Regions from separate parts of the Anser cygnoides genome. Here regions 1 and 2 are each linked to region 3. The links are chromatin contacts, called in public Hi-C maps. All regions are on one chromosome and are shown on one strand. Each heading gives the region's core, a stretch centred on a gene start, on an enhancer-like site or on the middle of the called end of the contact. The rest is flanking DNA. Distances are from core to core; before and after follow the strand shown. Region 1 has its middle 4.7 kb from the start of ERGIC1. Region 2 has its middle 33 kb from the start of CPEB4. Region 3 overlaps STC2 (stanniocalcin 2).

The links. Hi-C and Micro-C count contacts between places; a contact is called where the count stands out from the background.
Region 1: a contact with region 3 is called in a Hi-C map of liver, with 3 times the contacts expected there. The contact joins two enhancer-like sites. A contact is called at or near these places in 2 of 7 Hi-C or Micro-C datasets (both in liver).
Region 2: a contact with region 3 is called in a Hi-C map of liver, with 2.4 times the contacts expected there. The contact joins two enhancer-like sites. A contact is called at or near these places in 2 of 7 Hi-C or Micro-C datasets (both in liver).

What each region holds. Positions count from the first base shown.
Region 1 is chr14:10,594,839-10,598,455 of Taihu_goose_T2T_genome, forward strand. No RefSeq gene overlaps it. Among named protein-coding and RNA genes, the nearest start is that of ERGIC1, 4.7 kb to the left of the region's middle. Within about 2 kb of position 1,758, at least 2 of the 3 cell types and tissues checked have open chromatin away from gene starts, as enhancers often do. A contact at or near this core is called in liver, where this site is marked.
Region 2 is chr14:10,251,627-10,255,134 of Taihu_goose_T2T_genome, forward strand. No RefSeq gene overlaps it. Among named protein-coding and RNA genes, the nearest start is that of CPEB4, 33 kb to the left of the region's middle. Within about 2 kb of position 2,250, at least 2 of the 3 cell types and tissues checked have open chromatin away from gene starts, as enhancers often do. A contact at or near this core is called in liver, where this site is marked.
Region 3 is chr14:10,433,455-10,436,638 of Taihu_goose_T2T_genome, forward strand. It overlaps STC2 (stanniocalcin 2), which reads left to right. Exons shown (of 4, transcript XM_067005575.1): 4 at 1-2,052. All of the region lies in intron 2 of LOC125184912 (a long non-coding RNA gene), which reads right to left. Among named protein-coding and RNA genes, the nearest start is that of STC2, 12 kb to the left of the region's middle. Within about 2 kb of position 1,902, at least 1 of the 3 cell types and tissues checked has open chromatin away from gene starts, as enhancers often do. A contact at or near this core is called in liver, where this site is marked.

The sequences.
Region 1 (3,617 bases), core at 508-3,007, 160 kb after region 3:
GAAAAAGAAAAAGAAAAAGAAAAAGAAAAAGAAAAAGAAAAAGAAAGGAAGGAAGGAAGGAAGGAAGGAAGGAAGAAAAGACAGAAAGACAGAATGAAAAAGGAAGAAAGGAAGAAAGAAAGAAAGAAAGAAAGAAAGAAAGAAAGAAAGAAAGAAAGAAAGAAAGAAAGAAAGAAAGAAAGAAAGAAAGAAAGAAAGAAAGAAAAAGAAAAAGAAAGGAAGAAAGGAAGAAAGGAAGAAAGGAAGAAAGGAAGGAAGAAAGGAAGAAAGGAAGAAAGGAAGAAAGGAAGAAAGGAAGAAAGAAAGAAAGAAAAGAAAGAAAGGAAGGAAGAAATGAAGAAAGAAAAAGAAAGAAAGAAAAGAAAGAAAGAAAGAAAGAAAGAAAGAAAGAAAGAAAGAAAGAAAGAAAGAAAGAAAGAAAGAAAGAAAGAAAGAAAGAAAGAAAGAAAGAAAGAAAGAAAGAAAGAAAAGAAAGAAAGAAAGAAAGAAAGAAGGAAAGAAAGGAAAAGAAAAAGAAAGGAAGGAAGGAAGGAAGGAGAGAAAGAAAGAAAGGAGTGAAAGAAAGTGACCCACAAGTGCTTTATTTTAATCATCTTCCTTAATACTTACTCCATAAAGTTGTTCTTACAAGTAAATTTTTGTCTGTCCAGGTTTTCTAGATCTTCCTAATTTCTCAGTGACATGCTGTTCTTTACTTTTAACTTCATGCTAATACAGTTTATAGTAATCTGTGATAATTTTGATGACCTCTATTTTGTCACCTCAAAATTTCTTTGTTCCAAAAAAAGTGTAACCCATTAAGTATAACTTCATACAATAAAACGCCCTGTAACGCTCATGTATGATTTCCTCTTTTGTTTTGTTTGCGATTCCTTACACATGGCTGAGTTTTATGTGAGCCCCTGGCTCGTACTACAGCTCTCGAACTGAGAACATATTGTAAGTGCTGTGACTGGGTCATGAGCAGCATTGTTTGCTAAAGGTAAAGCAGGGTACATGCAGTCATCGTTTAGGTCACCTAGGTTTTGTTCATCAACTGGGAATGTGAAGTGACTGTTAAGGAAGGTGCAGTGCTTATTCACTTCTGCCCCTTCTGCTAGCGAAGTGCTTGCTCACAGCTGATCTGAGGCTTTTACTTTGGGACAGTGTGTGGCCGGGTATATACTCTGCGACATTTTACCATTGTGCATGTATTCACAGGACATGCTTGCAGCACTTGTGTCAGGGTGGGTTTGGGATTTAAGTGAGCGCATTGCTTTGCAGGGCGTGTTTACTTGATTATGTGTTGTATTCTGCTGGGTGTGTCGCTGGCTGCATGAAGCATTAAACAACTGCCGTTCAGGAAAAGGAAAAAACATTTTAGAGAATGAACAGAAAATGTTATAAAACATTAAAAAATATAAATAACAGCATGTGAGGAAATCTTTTTGAAGGAACAGGATGCGCATGTAGGTGAGGAATTCAAATACAAGTGCTGTGCTAAGTATAATCAGTAATGAAAGTTCAGCCCTTCCTCTTAGGATTTTAGTAAGCTGCTTGTTGATAGTACTTTACAAATACTGGGGAACAGAAAAGCAAGCTTTAAGTATTGACACAATATAGTATGTGTTTCTCATTATCGTATATGCTATTATAGCTATCAGTCTGTTGTGAGACTGGACTTTAAATGGACAGCAGAATAAATTAGTATCTAGTCAACTTGCTAGTTAAAAAGGTCCTTCTTCATTGACTGTCTGAGCTTTTCCCTTAAGATGACATAAAAACAAACTTTCTTCTTCCTGCTCAATACACAGAAGTAATAACCTGATTATTTTATAGATCCCAGGGTTGGCTACAGCTGCCGTGTGTATGTTTGTGTATGTGGAAGGGGGCTGGTACAGGCACACGTCCTCTTTCTTGCCATATGGCAGTGGGTGAGCACTGCACTGGGCAATGCTAATGGAAATCTACAGTTATTAAAGTCCCCGGAAAATTTATCCTGTTTTTAATATGGTTTGTCTTTTCTTGCTTGTTTGCTTTACTTTTCAGTATGTCAGGAATTTACTAAGGGAAAGTCACGGTGAACAGAATATTTTTGTATTTGCTTCCTTTTCCACCGTGGAAATGAATTCCATGAACAAGTTTCAGCTGCTGTCACAGGCTTACCTCAAGCTTTCATCGTATCCCTTTATTGATCAGTGTTTAGTGTAGTTCAGGTTACTGAAAATGCTTGAGGTCATACCCAAAGGGAGATGCAAGTTAATGGTTAACTAGAGCAAAGTCTCATGATCGAGGACTTTGAACTAAAAGCATTAAATCTCGAAGAGATTTGGATTAATAGCAAAGATGAGTTGAGGATTAGCACCTGATTTTCAAAGGAGGAACGTTCTGTAGTGAGTTACATGCCTGAATTCCTTGTACATTGGAAAGGAAAAGTTGGGAACCTAAGGACTTGACATGTCCAGAGCTAGTACACTGGGTGGTGAGATGCCTGCATCAGCCAGTAGGAAACACCTGGGAGAAGGGGTCATCTGAATATGTCCCTCTGAAACTCTGATATGGGACCAAAAACTGATTGTGGGTTTAAGTAAGTCACACATTTAGTGTAGACACCTGAATCAGTCCTGTCAGTGAAAATAACTCCTACGAGATGAGCCACCCCTTCTGTTTTACATATTCCCAAGTCCAGTTCTGGACCTTTGAACTTAAGGGGACAGCAAGTGCTGCAAGAAGCTTAGGGCATTCAGAGGGAGGAAGGAGAGAGCTCTGTGTTCAGCATCTTAAAGCTGAGCCACTGCGTAACCAGGAGTGCAAAATGTCTTGTGTCAAAACAGAGTGCTTGGTTAGGGCTCTTATCTGGAAAACAGTGGCAATATTGAGACTGGGACACGGGTGGGAGGAGTCCATGACTTACTAATGTTAAATACATATAAACACATAAGCACTCCTGAGAGGTCCCTTCTGCCTTGTCCTTGGAGTCCCATTCAGTCACAACATGCCTAGGAAACTGGGTCATTAAGACCTTACTGGCAAAAAAGCCCACCTGATTTCTGGCTGGACTTAGGTAAGAAGTAGCTTGAGAAGTAAGCAAGAGAATTTCAGCCCAGCCAGAGCAGGGGGGCTTCTGGGCACAAAAAGGCGCCAGACCTTTAGGCGCCTGAAGAAGTTTTTGCCAGAAACTGTAGGCACTTACAGCATCTGACGTAGCTGAGGGAGGCTAGGCAGGGCTTTCCTGGGTTGCTCTCATGAGCACAGGCGCCAGCAGTCTGCATAAGTTGCACTTTGGTGCCTGAGTGCTATTTTGGATCTCTCCCAGAGCCCTTGCACCAGCATGCTCTCAGTAGGGAGTCAGCGTGAAAGCTCAACGGGGGCTGGTGATGCTGAGTGCCTGGCTTGCCGTGTTACGAATGACCTTCTCAGAACGAGTGGCTTCTTCCTAGGTATGGGCTGTGGAAGGCAGCTTGAGCATCCTGACTGCCGGGCCAGCCTGTGCCCAAGTGTCTGTCTAGAAGGAGGGAATGCTACCCTGTGGGCAGCAAGACGTGGAAACTGGCATTTTTCAACAGAATGAGTATGGGAGGATCCAACAGCACTGGGTCATCACAAAGGCCCTCAGACAGCGGACAAGTTAAACAAGA
Region 2 (3,508 bases), core at 1,000-3,499, 180 kb before region 3:
GTTGAAGATACCAGGCTAGACAAACACTTGTTCTGATGGAAACTGCACCCTATTCTTCTGCTTTATAAAGACATTTGCTATATGGCCTAGCAAGAAAAGGTTAACAAGTTAAATAATGGGGGCACCATGCAAATCCACCCGAAGTGCTGAGGAGAGCCTGAAAAAATGGCATCTGCAGGAAATATTGCCATAAAGAATCTGAGATTTTTGTCTCATCTCATTTGCCACCATCAGTATATTTGAAGTGGGCAAGCAGTAACAGCTATTGGGACAGCCTAGTGTAAGTACAGCAGGCTTCCTGCGACTTTATTTCTTTTTCAGGAGCACGTATTCATGAATTCGGCAGCAAAGTCAGACCCTGAGTTCAGCAAAACTTCCACGAGCAGCTTAAGGAGTGATTGACGGGTAATTTTCCAGATCTCAACAATACGAAGAACAGCGCCAACATGAAAGGATCCGGCAGCATTTTTGTGTGGCGATGTTTAATGGCTCAGTGTCCTATTGTGACGATTGTTCCCCGGGTCTGTGGGGAGAGCCGGTTTTAATCAATGGAGCCCTTTGGAATCAAATGCAGGTATTTACTGGAACGCGACACACAGAGCAGTGTTTGTCTAGCTAGCAGTCTGCCTGTGTCAGCTAATGCTGTGTTTGGAAGGGGCTCCTGACTCTGACAAAGAAATGGATAACCAGACATTTCCTCATCAGCCCATCTGAAACCTGGGAGCAGCGTGCGCCCATGAATGAGAGGAGAAGCTCTCTGCAATCAATAAAATGGAGCCGGCTTCTCGATCTCAGCAAATAAAGCCCTGATCCCAGGTCAGCCCTGAGATCTCCAGCAGTCTGAAGGAGCGGAAAAGACAGGCTCCGGATTTTCAGCATTTGGCTGTGTGCGCGCCTGTTTCTCCTGGCACCTGTGGGACCTTCGCAGGATGAGAAGGTCGGGAGAGGGATCGCCACAGCACCAGGGTGCCCAGCCCCTGAGGATGGCAAGGAACCCATCGCAGTTTGAAACAACAGCTCGGAGACTCTCGGGGCTCTTCTTTTCACAAAGAAATATTATTTCCTCTTTCCAAGCACAGCGACATGCCCAAGGTCAAACACGAAGCGATAGAGCCACAGTCACAACCCCGGGCTCTTGAGGAAATGCCTAATCCGCGGGATTGCCGCAGCAGGTTATCTCCACGTGACACACTGCACCGTTGTCCTGTGATCCCTGCCCGGGGAACCAACCTGAGCCGAAGCTGAGTCACAGTTCCTGACATCGATTACCCGGTACTGCTGTGTAATGGTGCTTGTTATTGCTGTTTGATAAGGACGGGCCCCATTTCCCCTGTAAGGCGTCTTTGGACTCTGGCTGCAAACGGTCAACTTGTAAAGTACAGAAGGGAGCATCCCTTACACCCCACACGTGAAATCACACTGGGGCGAAATCCTATCTTACTCCAACAGTTGCCATTAGATATTTAAGCAGTGCCTTAAAGAAGCATTTCTGCAATTTGGGAGAGTGACATGACCCCAGAATCAGAGGCTATGAAATCCTTTCCATTTGTACAGCCCCTGCCAAAAGTGCTTGATTAGCAGGTTACAAAGTCTCACGGGCTGGAATTTCTGCAGTAAATTGCATTCAGGCCAAGCTCACAAATCATTAGCCATACAATCTTGTTTATCCTGCTAGGACTTGGAGTTTGTCCTGTTACAAAATCAAAGCAGCAAGGTTGAATGGTTCCAAGTGAAAAGCCTAACGAGTGAATAAGATTCTCTGAGGAGAGACGAGGGGACTTCAGGGACAGTCATTAATGTAAACATGGCTGGGAGATAGCATTTGAATGGTCCTGTTGAGGTGAAATCCCCACAGACCAGCCACAGAATCACATCGCTGCTACCAAGGCCCTGTTGTTTATTTGGCAGCGTGCTGGAGAGCTTGGTCTAGATGCTAACAGCCCCTGGAAGAGGCTAACAGCAATTTTTATTCTTCCGCTTACGCATGTGATTAGGACGTGCACAAAAGGTTCCCTGGGAAATGAAGCAGGCTCCAAGCTGGGGAGTTCGGCCTGGTGAGGCGGCCAGCCACAGGGAACTGGTTTTTGGAAAGAACATGGTGATTTCATTATCCGAAACTCCCTAATTAACATATATTAATTTAAAAGACAAAGAAATATGGAGTATTTTTTCTTGTGTCCCCAGATTTTGCTCCTCAGAGCTGAGGCATGACTGCAATGCCCAGCTCCTCGCACACCTGAGGCCACAGCCCAGGGCAGGGGCTGGCCGTGGCCGTTCCAGAGCTGCCAGTGGCGCTCAGCACAGCATGGAGGGTCCACATGGAAAGTGTCCTGAGAGTCAGGCATGACACCTTGGAATTGCTGAGGAGGAAAGGAGAAGATTCTCTCCCTAGTCCCATCATCTCCTCCACACCACTTCTCAAGCACAGGCATTATTTTTGGCTCCTTTGTATGAGAAGTAGTGCTGAGGTTCACAAAGCTCAGCCTCTGAGCTTGTTGGGACCTAGTATAAATCAAGGTATAACGAAAATAACTACCAAAAGTCAATGTCTTTCCTGTATTTGAGACAGACGTGTCTTTCTGCATCCATCACTTGCTAAAGTTCGATAGCATTCTCTAGTTTAAAGCCCGTAGCCACTTTTTCTGGGAGCAGTATTGAGATTCTGGCAGCCCATCACCCACCACAGATTGTCAACGCACTGGATTTGCAAACAATTCATAGACCGAAATGTATTTGCTGCTGTTCAGCAAACTCTTCTGCCTAACAGCTGAATCTGGAAAGCAAATTTGGATCAGGAGAGAGCAACAAGAAGGAATAAAGGCTGATTTTACCAGGTAGTTTTTTCACAGAGGTATTTTTTTCCACTTCCAAGACAATGTTTTCTAAGCTCAGGCTAACTTTGCAGAACCCAGAAAATCACCAAGGCGACGTTAAATGTCACGACTGGCTAACAGAGAACAAGCCATTGCAGCATTGTTCGCGTGAATAGAGCTGTACCACATCTGCGGGCTGCGAGCAGGGAAAGACACATACAGCTTCATGTTGTGCTCAGCGGTAATTACACAGAAAGCGACCCACCATGCCCTGACCGATAAATAACCAGGACTGACACAATGGTGTCCACAGATCACACACAGCTAGCAGAGGGTCAGAGCCGGGTTCAGTTCCAACGTGTAATCAGAAAACTATCGCATCTCCTGTGAAAAGTCGAGAATTTCCTTTCGCTGCAGTGTGCATTTCCGTTGCGTGTTCCCAGAACAAGAGAGCTTTTTTGCTTCTTCCGATTTGGTAGAACACCTTTTTATGTTAACATTTACATTACCCTCTCGGAGTGTGCGGAGCATCGTGTGTGAAAGACATCCCATTCACATGAGCTCATTCAGGAACTCATTTTGTGGTACCCTGCAAGTTCAGTACACAAAACAGTCTAATTTTACAGCAATTGTATTAAAATGACAGATTTTTTAAAAAGATGTTAGAAGGTACCCTCTGGATTCTCTCTGCTTGA
Region 3 (3,184 bases), core at 652-3,151:
CTCTAGGCAGTTTAAAGTGTGAATGAGGTGTTGGGATGCATCTCTCCTACCCCCTATGCAATTGTAATTCTCAGGTTGCAGCCGCGCAATCCTATGTCCCCAGATATGGTACTGGAAATGGAGGTGACAGCACCCACGGGGACAGAAGGGTGAGCTCTTCAGCTTCCTCTGGAGAAAAAGTGAGTTTTCTTAGAAAGTGGGAATCACACCAAAGATCTGAGCCTTCTTATTTAGAAAGTTTGGGAGGAAAGCTGTGGGGGCAGGAAGGCAGTTCAGCAGAGACAGAACGTACCCGGTGAACTAACGTACGTCTTGTCGCATGGTGGGAAGGAGCTGCACAAACAGTAGAGGCTGTTGGAATTTGGCTACAATTTCCAACTCAGATTTTAGCTACTGCTGAGTGAGCACAGCTCCTAATAGCTATATTCAGGGTTTAATGCATGTATCCACGCGCAGAATTTCTAGGCATTACTTTTAATAGAAGTCACGTAGGAAGCAAGAGAGAACCGCTAAGTTGAAGAGGTGTGGCTCCCTGTGATCACCGGGTCTTTAAGGAAATGACCTTGATCCTTCCTGATTTTAGCTAAGTTCTGTGATGTTCTCATTCAACTTAATCGGGAAGATGTGGGATCAGGCCAAATACCGTAGCTACAAAGACCAGCGTGACCCAAGGAGCAGAGCCCAGGCTGACCTGCTGAGCTGCAGCAGGGCTGTCCCCTGGAGGGTGCCCCCAGGATGTCACGGAGGGGCTTGCTAAGGCTAGCTCTTGCTAGCTCTGACAGCTAGCACCTCTGCTCCAAAAACTGCTCCAAAAACCAAGTGGCTGCTGGTGGTACCATAAGGAAGTCTCCAGTGTGCCTCCCGGAGTTTCCTGTGAGCATCCTCTCCCCTGTGGTGGCATATGTCACCGTAAAGAACAAGCTCGAACCAAAAAGACAATCCAAGCATTTCAGAAAAAAAAAAAAGGAAAAAAAAAAAACACGAAATGAAACGACTCGCTACCAACGTAATGTTCATGCATCGAACTGAAATAAGATCCCTCTCTCATTAGAGGTCCGATGCATCTATGGGAACCAAACATATAGACAGGTATATCCTTGAATGTCTCAGTCAACATATCACCTCAGCATGCATACAGTTTTATTTGTATTCATTTGTTTTGAGGGGGGAAAATTGTATATTCCCCTTGTCTAGTCAATGACAATTTCTTTTGGGTGGGTGGGCAAGCTGTGGGTGGGAGGGATTTTTTTTATAAGGCATAACTTTTTTTTTTCCTCTGTGTGTGAAGATTTTATGTGTTCATCTACTGATTCCACATATGCTATTATTGTAAATATTTAACATTTCTATTTATTATAGTGTCTCCATTTAAAAAAAAAAAACACTGCTGGCTATGATAATTTAAACGTACGTCATGACCTGTGTTGTATATATTCATGCCACTAGTATGTTTTTTATGTTTAAAGCTGCGTAAATATAGTTTTATACAGTTCCATAATGTTATTGACAGCATAAATCATTTATTTATTGTTAAACCTTCTTTCATGTCTAACAAATAGGGTGCGTTTTACCTGAGAGTATTTTATTGTGACATCTACATAGCCTTAATTCTTTATAAAGTTAAAAAAAAAAATGTCCATTTAGATACTGTATGATGCTTTAATTAACATTCCTTATGAACTTGCTGTTCATGAAGGAGGTTTAGCTTCAAAGCCAAGGTATGAATGTTTCCTTTACGCTTTGCATCTGGAATGAGCCTTGTTCTGGAATGAAAATACTGGGAGAAGCAAAATGCTTACTGGAAGAAGATACCAATAAACCCTGGAAAATGCTGTCCTAACTTAAAGTGCTGAACTAAAAGGAAAAAAAAAAAACGACAAACTGTCCTTAATTCCAAATCTCTGGGAGAAAAACATACTAGTTTTATCTCATGTAGAATTTGCAGCCAAATAAGCTTGTAAAAAAAAAACAAAAATGCATATGGCTTTAGACAAAGCTCTGTACCTTTCACACTATTATTTTCCTTAAACACTAATAAATGTTTTGAATAAGTCTGTGGCTGGGTTTTGTTTAAGCTGGAATTTCAGACGCTGTGATAAGGGGTAAGAAAAGCCCTTTGAAGCCAGGCCAGGCTCCCGGTAGCGACCAAGGGGGGCAGAGGTGATCTGTCTGGCTGTCCCCGGGCTGGGAGCAGCAGCGCTGTGCCCTGGCTGGAGCAGGACACGGGGACGGGGCTGTGCCAGCACCGTGGCTCATTCCCCGGACAGAGCCAGCCTTTCCTCCCTGTACGTCAGGGGCAGAGACCTTGTCACCGATGGGCTGTTCCCCTGGGAGGGAGGCCTTGCTGGCTGCTTAGCTGGGATCTGGCAGCTTGGCTTGGGAGTGGAGAAAGAGATGCAGGGCAAAGTAGACGATAAAAACCACCGGGAGCAGAAGCTCACATCCTTTGCAGGTTCAAGCAAAGCCCCTGCACAGCCTGGGAGGCTTTTTCCCCAGCAGGAGCTGCGGATTGGGTTCACTGCGGCATGTCAGAGCCATTTCATCTGCTTTAAATTAGCCCCTATGCAGGTTGGGAAGAGAGTGCAGGGATGCGGGTGCTGGTGGGTTTCCTCTTGCCCAGCGTTTTGGACCTTGGATCACAAAATCCCCTGAGACGTGGCAGTGGCACTGCCCTGTGCTCAGCCTGGCTGGAGGCACAGCTCAGCGTCCTGAGATGCTGCCAGGGCAGGGAAGGGGACCCACACAAATTCAGCAGCGCCAAGCACGGGGACAGAGCCATGAGCACTGGGTTTCAGCCAGACCCGTTAAGAAATACAACTGCAAGGCTTTCTAGATGCTGTAACAGCTGATAAGACTTGTCCTGCGTGTATAAAAGACCCTGATAGTTCATAACGTAGCAAGAGATCTCCCTTCAACATTTTACCGTGAAAACAGAGGGTATCCATTTGGCATCTCTGCTGCCAGCTCTGAATAATCTATCAGTAAGCATTGGTCAGCAGGGATGTAACAGGAGGGCAGTATCTGTAATCCTGAGTGCTCTCTGTTACCATCCCAGGAAGGATCAGTATCAAAACTTAAATGCTTATCGGAGTTTCAGCAAAGGAGAAAAGCAAAATTCTAAGATTTGCAAAAATCAAACTGCAGATACAGCACTTTGTGTTGTCTCCAAAGCCGTTTTCATACA